Regions from separate parts of the Oryctolagus cuniculus genome. Here region 1 is linked to region 2. Evidence: chromatin contacts called from public Hi-C data. All regions are on one chromosome and are shown on one strand. Each heading gives the region's core, a stretch centred on a gene start, on an enhancer-like site or on the middle of the called end of the contact. The rest is flanking DNA. Distances are from core to core; before and after follow the strand shown. Region 1 holds the start of CFAP65 (cilia and flagella associated protein 65). Region 2 holds the start of PTPRN (protein tyrosine phosphatase receptor type N).

Region 1 (4,219 bases), core at 112-2,611, 260 kb after region 2:
CAGCCTCAGACCAGACAGCTGAGTCAGGGTGACCATTTCAAAAAGAACTTAGGGAAAAACAAAAAGGAGATTGTTAAAGAAACTACAAACAGCACGAACATCATCATGTCCAAAGTATGGGTTTCAGATTCTGAGAGTCCTTTTAAAACCTGGGAAAGCGCACTGACTTCCACAGTCCTGGATTCCAGGCAAGCTGCAGGCCTGGTGTGCTGGGGTTAAGTCAGTGGGGGTGCCTGGGCTGCCCCTCCCCCTAGTCCTGGCCTCCCCTGGCCACGGGGTCTCCCAGGCCAGCTTGGAATACTTTGCCCCTTCAGGCTGTCTTTCAGAGTCCGCAAGCCCACTCCAAGCACCCCACAGTAAGACCTTACTGTCTGGGTTTACCTCCAGACTGCCGATGTCCCCTCTCCCTGACTATACCCCCAGCCCTCCAACCTGAGAAGAAAAACATCCGCTTCCTGGACAGTGAAACATCTTTAATTGCTCACGAAGGAACTTTGAGACTCCACATATCTAGACATCTTCAGCCACAGACACACACATGCAGGTGCACACACTCGGCAAATGGTCAAATGGGCTTCCCCCAGTCCACATTATGTGTAACAATTTTTCCTTCATACATTAATCTTCAGGTCTCCTCAAAAGAGCCGCTCGTCTCAATGTTGAACATGAAGAAATGCTCCTGGCCCAAAAGCACCAACGTTCTTTCCCACCCACAAAGCAAGATGCAGATTAGAAGTTACCACGGACTGTCATTTTTTAAAAGATTAATTTATTTCTTTGAAAGGCAGAGTTGGTGGTGGGGAGATCATTCCCTGGTTCACTCTCCAAAGGGCTGGATCAGGCTGATGCCAGGAACTTCTTCCCGGTCCTCCACGTGGGTGCAGGGACCCAAGCACTTGGGCTATCTTCCTCTGCTTCCCCTGGTGCATTAGTAGAGAGCTGGATCAGACTTGGAGTAGCCAGGAGTTGAACCGGTGGCCATATAGGATTCCCGCATTTAGGCGGCGGCTCACTGCACTTCAGCGCCAATACTCATGGGCTGGTTTTAAGTCGACAACTGCGGTTGAGGATCTGACCCTATATCACCAGCATGTGTGTGAAAAGATTCACAGACTCCCATTTGGGTGACCAGTCCGCCCAGTAACTTTCTATGAATTTGGTTGTGAACTAAAGTCGCCATTGCTGGGGCCTCACGACAGCTAGGGGATTGGATATATCGGGTTGCGACTGGTAGAAGCCCAGAGTGGCTACTAGCAGGGAAAGTCAAAGAATTAAAGCTGACGGTAGGCGCTAAACGTAGGTGGGGCATTCGCTTTCTATGAAGCTTGGCTCATTCGGGCTGCCGTCGTTGCCCTGGGACACCAAGAGACGCTCTGTCCTGCGCGTCCTGTATCTATGGAGACGGCAACATGGCGGCGGTGTGAGTTCCGAGCGTTGGTCCCGGGATCCCAGAAGTTGCGCGAGTGGCCAGGGAAGGTATGGGTCCCGGGAGACAGCCTGTTATAGGAACTCGTGGTCAGGGGTCCCCTGCATGCGCTTCCGAGAGCCCCGTGGGACTGACGTGGGCGAGATCCATCAGACGGAGGATCCCGAAAGAAAAGAGACGCGGCTCTAAGTCTATTTTCTGTCCCTTCATTTTACCCTTTTCTTACCTTTTCCCTCAACTCTGCAGGACGACTCGTCACTTTTTCCACGGCTCAGTTTAGGAATTTTTTTTTTTGTCAGAGAGCAGGCGAGTAAAGGAAATTTATAGGAAAAAATTTAATCCTCGAGATTAAAAAATCGGATCGAAACAAACCCAAACATCCTCACTTGCCCAGTGACTCCTCGCAGGGTAAACCTTTTGGAAGAGCAGCAGGCTAATGTGGACGCTGTGGTTAGTGGTAGTGACGTGGGTTTGTCACATCAGTTTGTGAAATGGGGTCATCTTCATTTTACAGGTGAGACGGAGATGGAGAAACTTGTCTGAGGAGATGCTGGACCCCAGCTTCCCTCGCCCCAGGACCGATGCCAGAGCCCCACTGGGCCCGCCTCGCACCCCGCTGTTCCCCATCTCCCTGGGGTCGTTGCGTGTGTCCAGTGGAGGCTTCTTCAGAAGCCCAGAGCACAGGGGGATGGGTGTGTGTAGAAGTCCCCGAGGCCAGAGCCACTCCTCAGTCAGCCGGACTGCAGAGCCGCCCAGTGGCGGAAAAGTGAGGGACTCTTCTCCCTGTCTCCCCAGCTTGCGTTTCTTTGAGTCCTTCTGAACGCCCACCTCACATGTGAACGTAAGAGTCGTCCCTGTCTTCTCCAGCGTCCGGCACAGGGGCTGCCCCACAGTAGGCGCCCAGTAAGCACTTTGTGAAAGGAATGCGCGAGTGAATCTGAGATGGTCCCCTCCAGAGGGTTTGGAAATGCTGCCGGTGAGCAAAAACTGAGCCCACAGAGTCTCCCTCTGGGGCGGAGGTGTCCAGTGGAAGTGTGTGAATTCCCACTGTAAAGATAATGACTAAATCCGAATGCCTTCTAATAAGGAGCCGAACCGCAGGCTTGAAAAGAGATCATTTTAGGTCAAGTGGCGGGCAAGTCACATGAAATCATAAACCGTTGTAGGGATTAAAATAGTTGTAAAGACCTTACAGTACTTCCTGGAATAGCAGTTATGGAGCTCTGTGTGCTTGAGATGCAGGTACTCTGAACTGAGTTCTGTGGCGTGAAGTATCCAGATTGCAAAGACTTAGTGGGGAAAATCTGAAACAGTTCCTTAATGACTCCAGATTGGTTATATAGTAAATGAATAGTATTCTTTGATATGGTGGATTCAATAAAATATATTATTATAATTAATTTCACCTCTTGCTTTTGAGTTTTTTTCATGGTGGCTACTAGAAAATTTTAAATTGCAGCTGTGGCCCGTGTTCGATCTGGGGAAGGTGATTTGTGGTGACTTGTGGGTGATGGCTCCAAAATGAATGCAAAGGGAAGTGAGAGCTGTATCTTTTTTTTGGGGGGGGGCTCCTGGGAGCGGCCTGCGCGGGGCTGGCCTTGGTATGTCTGAGGTGGGGGGACACTGTGGGCCCAAAGCACGTAGCCTTGCAGGAGGCAAAGTCACACAAGCTGGGGATGACAGAGGGGGTCAGCTGGAGGAAGCAGGGATTTGAGGGGATAGAGCCAGAGCCCGTTGGAGACATTTCGAATTCCCTAAAGCAAAACCTAGCAGCCTTTTAAGCAGTGGCATATGCACCACGTATATTTGCATCCATCTCCCCGCTGCAGTCCATCTGGGGGTCCCTCAGCTTTAGAGATGCATTCATTTATCCTTGGACTGCTCTGATGTTTCAGCGAGTGTTGACTTTCAACCTGGATTACAGGTGGTGCCCTGGTAGAAGGAATCCAGAGAACCAAGAACCCGCCTGCCTCACGTGCCTCTTCCTTGCCTCTTATTCCTGCTCCCAGGAGGCAGGACACAGTCAGAGGAAACAAGGGAGCAGAACCCCGATAAAGGTAATGTGCGTGCTGGGCCATGCCGCGTGTGGCCACAGAGGGGCGTGGCCACGTGGGCCTCACCCCAAGTCCCTCTTTCAAGCGCCTTTCCCAAGTCCCAAGACTCCTGGACAAAGCCCTAGATCCGTATCCAGTCTCATTGCTTGTGGTGCCCCCTTTCCCCCGTTGCCATGGCTAGGAACAGACCCCCCTCCTCCGTGTCAGTGATGCCCACAGCGAGTCTCTGCCCTCGACTGCTTTCTCATGTCCCTTCCACTCTCTTCCCAACTCCAAGCTCAGACGTGGACCAGGCAGGAACTGCTGGCTTAGCCCAAGTGCTTCTCTTGCACTTGTGTTCCAGGAGCCGGATGCTCGTCCAGGCATCCCCAGGCCCCACCATGAGGACCAGGGAGAGCGGGGACTGCACCAGGAACTCCGGCGGCTCCTGCCTGAGTGGCAGCGCGGTGGCCATGCCCACCCTCGATGGCAGCAGCATCGCTATGAGCGCCTGCAGCAGCAGCGGCAGTACCCAGGTGAGGGGCTGACTAGTGCCCAGGGCAGGGGCTGGGAAACTCAGGGTCTCCCGTCGACACCGCAGCGCTCCATGCTGCACAGACGCGGCTCCAAGCAGACTGGTGCGCTGATGGCAGGGAGCTAGCCGCGAGGGGCTGTGGGGGGAGGGAGAGCCCCGAAGAAGGGCAGGTGGGAGGCTGCCCAGGTGCCCAGTGTTTTCTGTCTGCCCTCAGAAAGCTCCTCT
Region 2 (4,083 bases), core at 784-3,283:
GTGAGTAAAGAGAATAACCAAAGACTGCATTCTGCCCTCGCAGCTGGAATTGTACTTCAGGGTAAGTAAACCCAGTTGATGAAAGACCTTCTTTACAGTTATTAACTGATACAAGAAAAAAGGAATTATAGAACAAGAAAAATCCATCATTTTGCCACCATTGATGAAATAACTCAGTCAAGGATCAATAAGTGGAAGAATTCTTAGGTGAAAAGTTGATGAGGGGCTGGCGCCACGGCTCACTAGGCTAATCCTCCGCCTGCGGTGCCAGCACACCGGGTTCTAGTCCCAGTTGGGGCGCTGGTTCTGTCCCAGTTGCTCCTCTTCCAGTCCAGCTCTCTGCTGTGGCCTGGGAGGGCATTGGAGGGTGGCCCAAGTGCTTGGGCCCTGTACCCGCATGGGAGACCAAGAGGAAGCGCCTGGCTCCTGGCTTCAGATCAGCACAGTGCGCCACTGTGGCGGCCATTTGGGGGGTGAACCAATGGAAGGAAGACTTTTCTCTCTGTCTCTCACACTGTCTAACTGCCTGTCCAAAAAAAAAAAAAAATTGATGAGGAACTAGATACTCTCACTGTGGCAAATATCAACAGGTGGATTCCATGCAGATCACATTAGGAGAAGATAGCTTTGTATCCAGAAGCTGGACTCTACCTTAAGGATCTGATCAATTTTAGCATTGCTAACAGTAGAATAGCCAGACATCATGCATTTCCTGAGAAGACACAATAAAAAGTGTTTTTCTGTAAAATTTCTAAAACTTGGTCCACAAGATTTCAGACCCAACTTCTAGTTTACAGAGAATAGAGAGCTACATAGATACCAAGGAAATACAGGGAGGCACACCACAAGGAAACAGCCAGACAAATCCAGGAGGTGGGAGGTTCTGAAGGAAAACTGACCTGGTCTCTTTGACAAGATAATGTCAGAAACGGGGGAAGGGGCCTCCATGTCTATGCTGATACAAGCACCAGTGGTCCCTGGTTGACTCCTGTTTTGAACAAAACAGCTGGACAAAGAGCATTTGGAGAGAGAATTTGAGAAATGTGAATATGACCTGAGCACTAAATAATACTAGGTAATTATTGAACATTTTGCTAGACGTCGGAATGATGTTTTGGTTCTGTGGGAAAATGTCCTTATTTCCTGGAGATGCTATTGAATCTTGACAAGGGAACTGTGTCTATCATTTCTGCTTAAATACTAAAAAGCAAATATGGCAAAAAGAGCAATCATTGTCAAGTCTGGATGAAGAGTGAGTACTCACTACACACTTGCAACTTTTTTTTGGAATTTTACTGGAAAGCAGAGAGTACAAACATTAAATTTGAGCTTTAGAAAGCTCAGTCTCTGGCTAACTGGGCGACAAAGAATGAAAGCAAAAAGACGACTTAGGAGATGCGGGCTACAACAGTGAAGAAAGAGCGCAGCGGTTCAGGCGGAGCAGTGGGGATGCAGTGTGGGAGGCGATGGGAGCTGGGAGAGCGGGTAGAACTGTGGAGAGAAGCAGCATCCTAACTCTGATGGCCGAAGACTGCGGAGAGGCCAGTGGTGGCCCAGGATGCGGGTCAAATGCGCAGATGCAAATCCAGCCATCATTCTCAGTGCTCCGCCCAAGGGTAACCAGTGCGGGCTTCCCAGCCACCTGGTGAGGTGAGTGCTCTTAGCACCTCCGCCTTGCGGGCAGGCAACTTGGGCGCACACGGGTTGTTTCCCAAGGTTATCCCCCTGGTAGGTGGCCCTCAGCTTGTATTCATGAAGGTACTGGAGGGCGCGTATTCCACTCACTCTAGGCACCTCATCCTGGGGCGTGTACTTCCCCATCCACGTATCTGTCCGGGCCCCAGCCCAACCGTTACCCTCTCGCCGACCCTGGGACTGGGAGACGGAGGTGGTGGTCCCCGAAAAGGAGAACAGGTCAAAAGAAGGTGGGCCCAGGTGGGAATTTTAGCAAGGCGCCCACTCTTTGGCGGAGGAGGAATGGGTTGTACAAGGGCCGGGCTAAGACGAGGCTCTTACGCCACCTATGACGCGAACAAGCGTAAGAGCCGGGGGTGGAGGTGTCGTCACCACCGCCTGCGGTTGGCCGAGTCGCCGAGAGAGGGGCTGTAGACCCCGCCTCTAGGTGGGTGGGGAGTGGCAGGCCCCGCCTCGACCCCTCTAGCCGGAGCCCGCCAGAGTCGCTGCGGCTCCGGCTGGGGAGCGGGTGCTTGGAGCCAGAAAGGATGCGGCGCCCGCGGCGGCCGGGGAGTCCCGGAGGCTCCAGAGGGCTCCGGCTGCTCCTCTGCCTCCTGCTTCTGAGCAGCCGCCCGGGGGGCTGCAGCGCCATTAGTGCCCACGGTCAGGAGGAAACTTGGGGGGGGGGGGGGGGAATATGGGCCGGGAGAAAACTCGGTGAGGGGTGGGGGAAGTGCGGTGAAGGTAAGAAACCCAGGTAGAAGGGGGAGGGGGGCGCTGTGCGAGGAGGAAGAGAGACGCCTGGGAGGAAAGGGGCGTAGGCCTGGAGGTGGGGCTGGAAGACGGGGGCGGGACCTGAGAACTGGGCTGAGGGAAGGCTATGGGTTCCGGAGCAGCAATGGGGTTGCGTGCGGGCAGAGGGACTCAGAGCCTGGCTCCGAGGCCAGAGGAGAAGCAGGTCGCGCCAAGGCCTCAGGGAGGTGGTGACCCGCGCCAAGCAGGGCGAGGAAGAGGGCGAGGGCGCCGTATCTGCGCCCGGGTCGCAGCTTCCAGTGGAGAGCGGACCTAGAGAGGAGCCAACGATTCTCTTTAAACCCAGAAAGGCCGATGGCTACGATCTGGTCACCCAAAAGAGGGGAGAGTTGGATGGGAGGGCAGAAGAGGATGAAGAACGGAGGGTCCTCTCCTGTCCCCCTCCCCACGGCCCGGCCCGGTGCTGACTCACACCTGTGTGGACAGACATTCAGCGCTGACTCACGGGCCGGGGGTGGGGGTGGGTAGGTGGCGCGTGGGGGAAGGGGCGCAGCCTCGCCATCTGGCGCCCTCTTTCCCCACCCGGGAGGCCAATGCAGGGTACTTCCTGTGACGCTGTGGGTTGGCAAGCGGAGTGTCGGGTCTTTGAAAACTCCTCGCCCCAGCACCCCTCCCTCTCCTGTTACTGCCTCCAGGCGAGCCCTTTGGCCGCGCCAGGATCGGAGCTTCAGCACCACGGACAGCACCAGCGACCCGGGTCTGGGAGCAGTGCAGGGCCTGCTGCCAAAAGAGAGAGCCCTCCCCTCCCTCATACCCCTGCGGGGGAGGTGTGCTAGGGTGCCCACCTCTTCTGAGTTCCAGGCCATCATAGTTAGGATGCTTTGGGATGTTTGGAAAGGAAAATCCCTTTCCCCCTAGAATCCGGTCCCAAATCCTGCCATAGCAGTAACTGTAAGAACAGAAGTTTATGATCCCCCCCCCCAACATCCCCCACTCTGCCCACCCCCATGAACCTGGAAGAAGTCTTCTTCCCACCACTCAATTAAGCACTCAGGCTTGCAAGGATCCAGACTTACGGGTCTTCAAAATCCAAAGTCAGATCTCATACTTTCTTCCTTTAAGAATTCTAGATCTCTTCCCTACTCTCCTCCCAGCTTAAAGACTTCCTTCGAGTGAAAGAATGGACCCCACCTTCTTTTCCAGCCCCCTCTCCATACAGCCATTCTATCTGTGTGGGTGTCTGAGCTTCTACTCACCTGTCCCTCTACAGGTTGTCTGTTTGACCGCAGACTCTGCTCCCACCTGGAAGTCTGTATTCAGGGTGAGTGAGGCTCAAGCATAGATTCACAAGAGAAGGGAGACACAAAAATAAACAAGTGGATGGATGGGGCCAAGAAGGAAGCAGGGCTACTGGGCATGGGGAGCATGGGGACTGGCATTGAGGATCAGAGCCCTATGGAACCATGAGAGCAAGTAGAGAAATGTGTTGATTTGCTGCTTGGACTTTGGAAGCCTGCTGGTCCAAGCCCTCTGCTGACACCACTTTTGTGCTCTTAGATGGCTTGTTTGGACAGTGCCAGGTGGGAGTGGGGCAGGCCCGGCCCCTTTTGCAAGTGACTTCCCCGGTTCTCCAACGTTTACAAGGAGTGCTCCGAC

The links. A called contact is a pair of places that touch in the nucleus more often than the background predicts.
Region 1: a contact with region 2 is called in a Hi-C map of an unstated tissue, with 2.2 times the contacts expected there. The contact joins the promoter of CFAP65 here to the promoter of PTPRN in region 2. A contact is called at or near these places in 2 of 6 Hi-C or Micro-C datasets (ear pinna and an unstated tissue).

Annotation. Positions count from the first base shown.
Region 1 is chr3:20,431,588-20,435,806 of mOryCun1.1, forward strand. CFAP65 (cilia and flagella associated protein 65) reads left to right here and starts at 1,362. Exons shown (of 33, transcript XM_070070182.1): 1 at 1,362-1,476; 2 at 2,222-2,402; 3 at 3,351-3,483; 4 at 3,824-3,995. The coding sequence starts at 3,831.
Region 2 is chr3:20,167,229-20,171,311 of mOryCun1.1, forward strand. It overlaps PTPRN (protein tyrosine phosphatase receptor type N), which reads left to right and starts at 2,034. Exons shown (of 23, transcript XM_051848125.2): 1 at 2,034-2,122; 2 at 3,698-3,748; 3 at 3,985-4,083.